2 separate regions of the Nomascus leucogenys genome follow, and region 2 is linked to region 1. The links are chromatin contacts, called in public Hi-C maps. All regions are on one chromosome and are shown on one strand. The core of a region is the stretch at or near the end of the contact, and the rest is flanking DNA. Distances in the headings are between cores, read along the strand shown.

Region 1 (6,139 bases), core at 1,979-4,478:
CGTGGCCCCTGCCTGCCTCTCTCAAGTGCCCTTTTGTGCTCAGCTGGGGCAACTCTGTGACCTTGGCCACAACAGGCACTTTATAAAATGGGAGCCTGAGAAAGGATCTTGTGAGGCCATAATTCAAGCCTTTCCTTTGGCTGCTGAAGACAGGCCCAGAAAGGAGCCGCAGCCTGCCCCTGGAGAAGCAACTTGCTAATGGGGGCCGGGACCAAAACCTCAGTGACCCGCCGCAGCTGCCTCCTTCACTCAAGGTGCCCCTTCCTCCAACACAGCACAGCTCTCTCCTCTCCCTCGGGGACTCAGGGATTAGTCAACCTTTAGAAGGGTTTATTTATAAAGCTGCTGCTTCTCCTTCCAGCATCTGAACGCATTCTACAGGCATTAATTAAGGAGGCTGCACAGCAAGCCTGGGAGGCAAAGGAAAGGAGAGTTTGGGGAGTTCATTAAAGGACCAGTCACCCCTGCTGGGAGCCTCTCCTGTTTATTCTTTAATTTCTCAGTCTCTCTAGAACACAAGTACACACACCTGCACACATACGTATACACACGTACACATGCACATGCACGCATGCCATACACACGCACACACACTTCACATATACATACACATCACACACACAAACACATACACACATATGCACACGCATAAACATGCAATACACGCACATACACCTCACATATGCATATACATCACACACACAAACACGCACACATTCACACACGTACACATACGCACACATAAACACATGCAATAGATATGCACATTCACATGTGCCCACATATGTTCACACACACACGTGCACACACATACATGCACACATGCATTGACACACACCTCCGCATATCCACATTATAGACACACATGTACACACATTTGCACACACACACCCCAGCCCATTTCCGGCAGTCTCTTGTTATCCTGCGGAACAAACCTCTGCCAATTCCATCCCAAGCATGGCTGAGTCTCGTCCCCTGTGGTTTGGCCCCCACAGCACCCAGTGGATGCTCCCTCTGCAGCCAGGGAGAGGCAGGCAGAACCTCTTCACCTCACATGACCCTCAGCCCACACCCCTTCTCTCCACTTCTGCTCACTAAAAATTTCACTCCTGAATGTTGTGCACGCTCCAGCTCACACCATCTCCCCTGCTGTGGAGAGAGACACTCGGTTCACGTTGAGTCTGGCTTCACTGCCAGGTCCCTGCCAGGGCTGGGAAGCTCCAGCCCTGGGTAACCACCGCCAGGAACTCTGTCCTGCGTTCTTTTGTCACGATCTTGGAGTTTGTTCTTGACGTTGAGCAGACCAGGGCGGCCTGCCCTTGGCCATGGGCCTAGGAAGCCGTGGTGCCAGGCTGCCCGCAGAGACCCCGCCACTCCCCACGTGCATCTGGTCCCAGCCTCTGAAGCCCTAAACTTCTTGCCTCTGCTATTCTGCTGCTGTTGCTTTTTCTTTTCTCTCCCGCCCCCACCCTCGGGCACACGAGCAATCAAGGTAATCTTGCTCCTTAGTGTATATAAACCTTCGTCATTGGTTTGGACAAGGACCCTTTAAAAGTTCATTTCCTCCCTTTTATGTCTGTACCCCACTCCCATTCCCTACAACCCCTCAGCCATTGTATTGTGTTCAATGTGTTATTTTTTGTTTGTGTTTTTACAAAATGTATATTGTTTTGTGTGTGTGGCTTTATGTTAATTCTACAGAGATGTAAGATGCACACAGAAAAGTATGCAGAGTCCTCAGCGCACAACTCAGCGAAGTTTATAAACAGCCGCCTGTGTGTGTCTGCATACGTGTATTAACCCACATCCAGACGACAATCTAGAACATTTCCGACACTCCAGAAGGTCTCGTATATACCCTGCTTAGTCAAACTAACCTTCCAGGATGTCACTATGCTGATTCCTGTCATCACAGGTTTCTTTCTGGAATTTCACATAAATGGAGTGACACAAAGCAGCGTCTTCACCGTCTTTTATCTGGATTCTTTCACTCCTCGTGATGTCCATTTTTAATCGCTGTGTAGTATTCACTTACATGAAACTCTGTGGACCTTTTTTTTTTTAGGATAGGATCTCACTGTCACCCAGGCTACAATGCAGTGGCTCTATCAGCTCACTGCAGCCTCGACCTTCTGGGCTCAAGCGATGCACCTGCCTCAGCCTCCTGAGTAGCTGGGACCACAGGTGCCCGCTGCCACGCCCAGCTTATCTATTTTTAATTTCTGTGGTTCTGTGTTATGAATCCCGTTTTGGCATTCCCTCCACTAGCTGCCATGTTTACGTGTCATCCTCATCGCCACGTGCACGTGTCATCCGCCAGTGCTCCATGCAATGCTCCACCACGGCATCCGCCACTCTGCCACCAGCTCTGCGGGGTTGGGCGCACAGGCCCCAGTCATGGCCCTGCCCCGATGAGATGCTGGTCCTCTTCCTGCTCATTCACTCCCCTGTACTGCACTGCTGGGGTCAGACAAGGCTCCATCTGAGAAACCCATGACTTCAAAAGAAAGAAGCCTTTGTCCTCAAATTTGGTAACAGGCAAATGGTCTGTGTGGAAGCCCTGTCTGCAGCCTCTGCTAACACCAGGATGTACTGCCCTCACTGCTCCTCGGACATGCCCCCGGCTCAAGGCTGAGCATTCCTGTATCTATGCAGGAAGGCCAGGGGGACTGGCTCCCAAACGTCGGCCAGAACCTTGGGGGCACCCAGGGAGACTGGGGCCCTCCACCTCAGGGCTTTGGATCCAGGTCTGGGACAGGCCCTGGAAATCAGCAGCAATCCTGTGGCCATAAGGGGAGCTGGCTGGAGGACAACCTGAAATGCCGAGGGCAGCAGGAGGAAACACGGAAGGAACCTGCGTCCTGGGTGACGTCCCGGACCTGCTGCACTCGCCAGCCCTGGAGCCACCTGCCTCTGGCTTCGTGTGAGCTGTCACACTGTTACTGTTATTTCGGTCCCCAAGTAGCGGTTTCCTGCCCCTTGCAGCCAAAAGCACTAAGTGGTGCCCACCCCACCCCTGCCGGGCACTCTTCTGATGGCTCTGAGCTCCCTGAGGCAGGGGCGAGGCAGGGTCTATGCTCCACTCTGAGGGCCCAGTGGAGCAGCAGGTGTTCGGACACATGGGGTTTACTCCAGGCAGAAACCACCCTCCTACGGGCATGAGACCCAGGCAGAGCGAGCTCTCTGGCCTCTTGGTGTTTTCTTTTGTGTCTGTCTTCTCAGCAGCCTATGAGCTCCTCCAGGGCAAAAAATCACCATCACGCTGAGGGGTTCTGGACCCTGGGGCCAGGCACAGGGCCAGGCACACAGTGGATAGGTAGCAAAGGCTTGCTGGGCGCTGTGGGAGAGAAGGGAGGGGAGGCATTGAGGAGCAAGAGAAAAGGAGAAGCCAAAGGCCAGACGGGCAGAGAAGGAAAGCTTCGTGGAGCGCAGTCTCTTCATCGCGACCCAGGGAGGCCCACCAAGAGCAGAACTGAGGCTGTGAAACAGAGGGATGGAGGCCTGAGGGACCCAGGCCAGTGGGCACCGACAAGTGAGCCTGAGCAGACAGAACCATCCCCATGCTCATCTGGTTCCCTCCTCCTCCTCCTGCTCCTCACCCCCTTCCTCCTCCACCTCCTCCTCCTCCCCCTCTCCCTCCCCCTCTTCCTCCTCCTCTGCTTCCCCCTTTTCCTCCTCCTCCTCCCTTTCCTCCTCCTCCTCTTTCTCCTCCCCCTCTTCCTCCTCCTCTTCCTCCTCCTCTTCCTCCTCCCCTCTTTCTCCCCCTTCCTCCTTGTCTTCCTCCTCCCCCTTCCTCCCCCTCTTCCTCCCCTTCTTCCTCTTCATCCTCCCCCTCTCCCTCCCCCTCCTCCCTATTCCTCCTCCTCCTCCGTCTCTTCCTCCTTCTTCCCCTCTTCCTCCTCCCCCCTTCTTTCCCCCTTCCTCCTTCCCCTTCCTCCTCCTCCTCCTCCTTCCCCTTTTCCTCCTCCTTCTCCTATGCTCTTTTTCCTCCTCGACCTTTTCCTCCTCCTCCTCCTCCTTCCCCTGCTTACTCCTCCTTCCCCACACTCTGAAATGAGCACATGGCTCACACTGAGAGGACAAACTCCAGCTGAATTTAGTTGTAGCTGTGCTTCCCCAAAATGCTTTGAGGATTCATGAGAACCAGTAGATGCCTCTCTGCTTCCTCACTACACACCTAATTTTGTAGCCCCAGAACAGGTGTGACTCAGGCAGAGGAGGGGCTACACAGGTGTCAGTGCCCCCAGCCCTAGGGAGACCACTACAGACAGACTTCCCGGTGGGACCTGGCCCCCGCCCATGCATGGTGGCCACGGGCATGAGGAGGATGATAATGACAAGGGAAGCCACGATGACCACAGGGTTTATAGAGATCTCGCCATTTGCTGGGCAATGTGGAGGAATGTTACACCATGTCGCCTCCCCGTCACCTGCAGGGCAGGTATCATTGCCCTGCATTCTATTGAGGAGGAAATTGAGCTGGAAGTGCCCAAGATCACATCGTTAATAAGTGGCAGGGCCTAAACAGGCCCTTAGCCACTACAACACTCCTTGTTGCCACCGTGTTGGAAGCTTAATCAGGATTAATTCTTCTTTCAAACTCAAATGCTACCCCCGTTGTGTTAACCTCTTCAGAAGTGTCTGCCAGTGTGTTCCGTAATGATCCAAGAGCCCTTCTCACATTCATCCTTGACTATCACGGTCTTCACGTTGATTGTGTCCCTGGTGTATCTCTGAGCGCAAGGATCCCATCCCCTCACCTCTGTATCGCCCCTGCGGTGCCTGACACGGAGAGAGGCCCATCCCACGAAGCCTCGCGCAGGCAGTGCGGTGAGTGCAGGCAGCCTGGGCTCGGTGGTCCTGGCTCTTTCGTGAATGGGGCATGACACTGAGGAGGGCCCCTCTCTCCTGGTCTCAGTTATGTTTCTGGAAAGTTGAGGGCTGAGCTCCGGTAATTCCAGAAGCCCCTTTGAGCATGAGCATTTCTCTGCCACTTCCTCCGGGACTGTTTCCAGAGGGGGAACCGGGGTCCGGAGTCCTCCTCTGTCCTCTGAGGCGTGCCCAAGGCTTTCAGCACGGGAACATCAGCCCAGCTAAGGGGAGCCACCCCTGAGGGCGGCGGGCTAAGGGAACAAGAGTTCACCAGTGAAGGCCAGCCACAGTCACCAAACGGTCACACCCTTAATTCCATTTCTCTAACAGGAAACACTTGCACCATTTCTGTACGTTTCCCCCATCAGGAGGAAGTAGATGGACACTTCCTAAGGCCAGTGGGATTCATTTTAATCCCATCGTCACAGTGTCTAAGGCAACGTTTTCTCCACGGATTGCTTGAAGGAGAACCGGGACAGCAGCCCTGGCTCCTGGCTGGTCTTCATTTGTTGGCCCTGGATAATGCCGACCCTGGTGTGACCCTCAATAGACCCTTGACCAGCCCTCTCTGGCCTTTCTGGAATGCTGTCCTCGGGGAGTTCAGAAGAGCAAATTCCCAGCAAGCTGCCAGCCTGGACCAGGCATCCTTCCTGGAAGCTGGCCTGGTTCTCCGAGGAAGCACTGGGCTTCCTGCCAGGCTAGCCCCGCCCCCCCACTCTCACTGCTGAGTTGCCTCTTCCAGGCTGCTATGGCCTCCGGGCTTGGCCTGGTGCTCTGAGCTGCGCATGGTTACATCTCAGCACGTTTCCAACACTCGGATTAGCTGGCATGGGCCCCAGTATTTCTAATGGCAGGGCTTAGGGACTGATTTCCACTGCAGTGGCGGCTGCCCACCTCCTCAGGGCTCTGACCGGGCACGGCGGCAGAGGTGCACGTCTATGTGAAGTAGGTAGCTGAAAGGGAGGCTGTGAGGACTTCTGATTTCAAAGCGACTCTCCCAGGATTCCATCCCCCTCCCTCCTGACTGCTGGGCAGCCAGGGCTCTGGCCGGCATGGCTTCTGGGCCCCTCTGCTTCCCCTTGTCCTCTTCAGCCTCAGCTGACTGTGTAGTCACAGCCTCTTGCCTGCCCCAAAGGGGATGGAAAAGCTGCAGATGGCGATGACCTGGAGACCAGACTTTCTAGCAACATGACCCTACTGGACGGAGTCACTGCAAAGGGCAGTGAGGTGGCTTCCAAAGAGGGGCAACATGGTCAACACCTGTCCG
Region 2 (6,139 bases), core at 1,607-4,106, 270 kb after region 1:
AATATTAATGTTTTTAAGTGGTGATACCTTTATTGTTTTCTTTTAATTTTCTTCATTTCTCCCCTACTTCCCATTTTTAACTCAAATCATACCTGATTCCTGGGTCTAGGGTGAGATCAACAGCTGGAAGCCACCACAGAGTTAATCCAGGTGGATCCTGGAGGTTCAATATAACCCCGAAGGCTCCAGGGGCCCTTGCCTTAACTTTGCCCTACTGTATATTTATAGGGTATCCTAAATCTGTCCTAACCACTGACACTTCCCAGAGTTCTTTCAATCTGAAGAAACTTCTGGTTCCAAGTTGGTCTCCTTAAAGACCTCTGCCCCAGACGGGTCTGAATCCTTGGAGGCACCATGGCAGGGCTGGCACAGGGAAGCTGGGACCTTAGTGACCTACTGCTCCTTTTTCATTCTTTTCACTTCCTGTGGAGCCGGGTTTCTTACTGGCAGAGAAGGGAAAGGGAGAAAACAAGAACCGACTACCGCTGTCGGCGTGGACTTGGAGATTATCAGTGTGAACTCATGCTTTCCAATACACGAAGATGGAGCAAGAGATACAGCTGTAAAAGTGTGTGTAATATTTTGAATCTAGTTTCGTGTGTTCTTAATTTTTACTATTTCATTCATTTATTTTTGAAACAGGGTCTTGCTCCGTTACCCAGACTGGAGTACAGTGGTGAGATCATAGCTCACTGCAGCCTTGACCTCTCAGGCTCAAGCGATCCTCCCACCTCAGCCTCCTGAGTAGCTGAGACCACAGGTGCCCACCATCATGCCCAGCTAATTTTTCTATGTTTTATAGAGACACATTTACACCGTGTTGCCCAGGCTGGTCTCAAATTCCTGGGCTCAAGCGATCCTCCTGCCTCAGCCTCCCAAAGTGCTAGGATTACAGGCAAGAGCCACTGTGCCCGGCCTTGTGTGTCTTTAAATGTTTTTTGTTGTTGTTCTTTGTTTGTTTGTTTTTTGAAACAGAGTCTCCCTCTGTCACCCAGGCTGGAGTGCAATGGCATGGTCTCGACTCACTGCAAACTCCACCTCTTGGGTCAAGTGATTCTCCTGCTGCAGCCTCCCAAGTAGCTGGGATTACAGGCGCCCACCACCATGCCTGGCTAATTTTTGTATTTTTAGCAGAGACAGGGTTTCACCACGTTGGCCAGGCTGGTCTCGAACTGCTGACCTCGTGATCCACCTGCCTCGGCCTCCCAAAGTGCTGGGATTACGGGTGTGAGCCACCGCACCCTGCCTTTAAATGTTTTACATGCACATCCTTGTCATCGTTTTCATTTAATTACTTTCCACTAGTTTGTAAGGGCAGGGCCATAGTGGGCCAGTCCCAAGGCCATGGTGGGCCAGTCCCAGCATTCTTTTGCCTTCACTCTACCCGAACACAAAGGTCTGCACAGAACACCATCATTCAGGCATTGGGGATTAAAAATTAAGATCGAGGAAAAAGCAAAATAAAACAAGATCATTATTTGTCATTGAGGACTGGGTGGGCATTCCCTCATTCTTATTGCCTTCCATAGTCTATCTCAGCAGCTTGACATTCTGCACCTTCTATTAGCTCGTGGCCTGGCTGCATCGTCCCTACAGACATTTTACCCCTAAGCAGCCTCCTTCCTTCTTCCCTTCCTTTCGCCCTTTCTTCCCTCCTATTTTCCTCCTTCCTTCCTTCCCTCCTTCCTTTCTTTCCTTCTCCCTCCCTTTCTTCATCCCTTCCCTCTTTTCCTCCTTTCCCTTCTTCCCTCCATCCTTCCTTTCTTCCTTCCTTCCCTCCATCCTTCCTTCATCTTTCTCCTTTCTTTCCTTTCTTCCTCCTTTAATTCCCTCCTTCCTTCCTTCATCAAATGTTTGCTGTACTGCTAACAGAGTCCATGCTGTGCTTGGTGCAGACAATTCTGTAGTGAACAGTGCGACAGATAACTGGTGCTGCCTTCAGCAAGCGTACAATCTAGCAGGCATCCTACAGTGAATCGGCCACTAGATAACTCAGCACCCATTTCCAGAGACCATCTCTCTCTCCAGTGGCTCCAACTGTAGCCGCTCTCAAGCCTCCACCATCAAACTGTGTCCTTTAGAAAATCATTGTCTTCTCCCCACCAGAGGAGAGAGCTGCTAAGTGCTCTGACCCCCTTGCTTCCAGCACGTTAATACGAATTGGGATTTGGTGGCCTCACACGCATAGGCTCACGATCCTCACAGGGGAGAGGGAAGACGCCACGATCTGCATTTTACCGACAGGAGGCGCAGGAACTTGCCGGAGATCGCAGAGCAGGTTCGTGCCCAGGTGGTGGGAAGCGACTCTCAGGCTGGGAGACACTGCCGCCCCGTCCAGCCAGTTGTTTTCCCCGGGGCTCCTGCTTCCGGACGGCCTTCCTAGACAAGAGAGCAGGCTGGGGCGGCCCCGCCTCCCAAGGGCCGTGCTGAGTGCCCAGTGCACCCCTTCACTCCGCACTCTGCCCCAGCGGACCCCCCAGGCAGCCTCATGTTCTCGGGCAGGTGCGCTGGGGGGCGGGGCACGGAAGAGCGGGCAGCTCCTCCCGGTTAGAGGCCCTCCTCCCGGCCAGGCCCTGGGCCACGAGCGGTAAGAAAGGCAGGGTCCCCATCCTTGCAGCTGGTGGGTGCTCGGCTAACCGAGCTTCAGGAAGCTCTGCTTGTGCCCTGAGGGAATCTCACGGAGGGCGAGCGGAGCACACACCGAGTCCTCTCTCCCCACAGCGGACCTCTCAGGAGGGAGGCGGGAAGTGAGGAGAGGGAGGCGGGAAGTGAGGAGAGGGAGGCGGGAAGTGAGGAGAGGGAGGCGAAGGGGCGGCGGAACCTCCGGAGGCGCAGCTCAGGCACAGCAGGCCGCGGCCACAGAGGGCTGGGCCTGGGGGCGAGGGGAAGCCCGGGAGGGGAGAGGAAGACAGCGGTGGGGCCGCGAGGCCAGGAATCAGGAATCCGGGCAGGGGCAAATTGGCCCAAGTCTGCACGTTCTTTAGCCACCTCTGCAGTGGGAGAAAACAGGAAGAGAGGGCTGGACAGCGGGCGGTGCAGCGGGGGAAGGGTGAGAGGATGCACGTGTGACTCGCTCTGCTCCCGCGGAGGTGCCCGTCCGCTGACATGGCCCCGCGGGGTGGGGAGTCGCTGCATACAGCGCCTGAAGGCAGTTCCCGGCGAGGGAGGCGGAGCCATTTCCCGAGGGCGGAGCTGCGGCCCAGCCTCCCGCCTTCCGCCTCCCGCCTCCCGCCTCCCGCCTCCCGCCTCCCGCCTCCCGCCTCCCGCCTCCCGCCTCCCGCCTGCCCCGCGCCAAGTCCACCGCGAGGCCTTCGAGGGGAGAGGGAACTCGAGGCTGCTGCTGGGGCGGGGTTGGGGTGACTGGCAGTGGGAGAGCCAGACAGGGGAGGGGCGAAGATGAAGTCAGGGAGGGCACACAGCTCCGGGAGGGCCGTGCTGAGGCGGAGGGCACAGCAACGGTGGGGGTCTCAGTGGGCCGCAGGGGGGGCGCTGAGCACGGAGGCTTCAGGTCCCGAAGGAGCGATGGCGCGGTGACAGGGGCCCAGGCGCGGCTCGGCTCGCTGGCGGATGAGGGGCTGGGAGGAAGACGTCCGTGCGCCCCTGACCCTCAGTGCTTTGCAGGTGGGCGGAGGACAGGGACCCAAATGCAGAGAGGACGGTCCGGCTGGAGAGACGGCTGAGCGAAGGGCTGCAACAGTGGGGTGTGAAGACCCTGACTGAGAGCAGCACCTCCCGCCCACATGGGGGTGGCCAGGAGGCGAAGAGCCTTTACCCGGAGGGTTTTCAACTGAATGACATTGTCAAAGAAAAGCCAGGATCCACTAAAGCAAGAAGTATTAAAAGCATTTTAGGGAAAGTCATTTAAAGCTCTATAAGATTGTATTTTTATGGAATCTTCTAGATTCTTCCCCTGGAATCAGAGTTGGATTTTCCATTAAGTGAATGAAGCTCAAGTTTCAGGGCCTCTCCCTCGCTTTCTAAGGCCTGTTCATAATTCCGTATTTGTAATTATTTAAACTGCCCCACCCTGATTATATAACTTTTAGGTCCCACAAAGGCTTAGCCAGTCTCTGCCTTTGAACTCCACGGGTTGGGAGGATGAACGAACTTCCACGTTTTGATTTCCAAACAATTTCCCTACCCTTGCATTGTTAAAAGATAAGCAGGAACAAGTGTTCTAGCTGTGAGTGAATTTTTTTTCTTAACATGTTTTGGCCTGGATACTATCCGAAGGTGTTACCCAAGCAGCCGGGTGACTTTGGTGAGGACACAGTTACCCAATACTCCCCAGCTCAGGGTGAAGGTCAGGTGGCACGTTGGCAGGACATGTGACTCACATGCACAGGTGTGTTCCGTGGGAGGAAGGCTTGGAACAGGCACCTGTGTGTGCCCAAGTGTTTCTAGCAAACACGGGGACCTGAGTGTCTAAGCACAGGCCCACTTTACAGGGGTCTCCTGAGAACTCCCCCTCCTGGGAACTGTGCCTTCCCAGCCAGAAGTCACTCATACAGAATGTTCCCAACTTATGAATGGGCATTGTTCTCAGAAAGAGAATTTGTAAGTCACTTGTTTAGAACGGGAAGGCATCTCCCCAGATAAACAAGTGTATGTGTGATCTTTGTTATTCAGGAAAGCCTAAAAGAACATCTTGTGTCCCAGAAATCAAGGACCGTACAATGGTAACAGAAAACTCCAGCTGGTGGAATCATGTGGCCCTCAGAAAATGCCTTCCAACTTCTAGCCTGAGATCCTGGGAATCTTCTCCGCTGTCACAGACCTTCTGTAAGGAGGGACGCTTCCCAGCTCCACATCCCTGATGTGGCTGCCATGGCCTAGGGCAGAGGCCAGTGAGGAGAAGTAGCTGGGTGTAGGCAGCCAGGCCCTGGGGGCTGGGGGGACAGAGTCCATTCCCAGAGATCCTTTCAGAGTCCGCTCCCTGTCCGTGTCCTCTGAGGGCCCGGGGTGGGCCTCCTTGCCTTTGCCTTCTTGAAGTTTCCTTGGCCAGGAGCGGAGGCTCATGCCTGTAATCCCAGCACTTTGGGAGGCCAAGGCGGGCAGATCACTTAAGGTCAGGAGATCAAGACCAGCCTGGCCAGCATGGTGAAACCTCGCCTCTACTAAAAAAATACAAAAATTAGCCGGGCGTGGTGGCACGTGCCTGTAATTCCAGCTACTCAGGAGACTGAGGCAGGAGAATCGCTTGAGCCTGGAAGGCAGAGGTTGCAGTGAGCTGAGATCATGCCACTGCACTCCAGCCTGGGTGACAGAGTGAGACCCTGTCTCAAAAAAAAAAAAAAAAAGAAGACGTTTCCTAAGTCTTTGATTCTTAGGACAAAGTGGTAAACAGACTGGGGACTTAAAAAAAAAAAAAGACTCCCATGTGGTGGGGGTGGAAGGTGGAATGCTCATTTTTCAGGTACTGGCCTTCTCAGGAAAGACCAAGACCAACATAGAGAAGGATGGCGGATTTCTGGGTATACAAAAGACCAAACAAATCCAGATCATCAAGGTTAGACCCCTTGCATTTGTGGTTGGCTTCAGTTGAGATGATTCCCAAGAGCTTACATAATAAACTTTACTTTTTAAAAAAGCATATTTTCATTGATCTTGCCATGATATAAGCAAGCTATATCTTATACACTTATCTGTGTCTATATAAGATATACCATTACCCTTTTCTTTTTTAATACAGGGTCTTGCTCTGTCACCCAGTCTGGAGTACAGTGGCTCCATCCTAGCTCACTGCAACCTCAAACTTCTGGGCTCAAGTAATCCTGCTACCTCAGCCTCCCAAAGTGCTGGAATTACAGGCGTGAGCCACCATGCCCAGCCTCAATATTTTAAAAGTTTATATTTTACAAAAGGCTTTCACATCCATATGATTTAATTTGAGGTAGAGAGAGTATTATTTCTGTTTTATTGCTAAGGAAACTGCCTGGAATCACTTAACTAGTTGGTTGGGAAGCCAGGTCCTCTGTACTGAATCCTGTGCCCTTGCTGTTTTTTTTTTTTTTTTTTTTTTTTTTTGAGGCAGAGTCTTGCTCTGTTGCTCAGGCTGGAGTGCAGTGGCGCAATCTCGGCTCACTGCAAGCTCCGCCTCCCGGGTTCACGCCATTCTCCTGCCTCAGCCTCTCCGAGT

What was found. Hi-C and Micro-C count contacts between places; a contact is called where the count stands out from the background.
Region 2: a Hi-C map of an unstated tissue shows a contact between it and region 1, with 3 times the contacts expected there. The contact joins the enhancer-like site here to the promoter of LOC115832880 in region 1. A contact is called at or near these places in 3 of 4 Hi-C or Micro-C datasets (a lymphoblastoid cell line and an unstated tissue).

Annotation. Positions count from the first base shown.
Region 1 is chr23:30,776,976-30,783,114 of Asia_NLE_v1, forward strand. LOC115832880 reads left to right here and starts at 3,229. Exons shown (of 3, transcript XM_030804453.1): 1 at 3,229-3,754; 2 at 3,790-3,849; 3 at 3,882-4,540. The coding sequence starts at 3,229. The coding sequence ends at 4,057.
Region 2 is chr23:31,048,780-31,054,918 of Asia_NLE_v1, forward strand. No RefSeq gene overlaps it. Among named protein-coding and RNA genes, the nearest start is that of ADIPOR2, 30 kb to the left of the region's middle. Within about 2 kb of position 2,857, the one cell type or tissue checked has an H3K27ac peak away from gene starts, as active enhancers do. A contact at or near this core is called in a lymphoblastoid cell line, where this site is marked.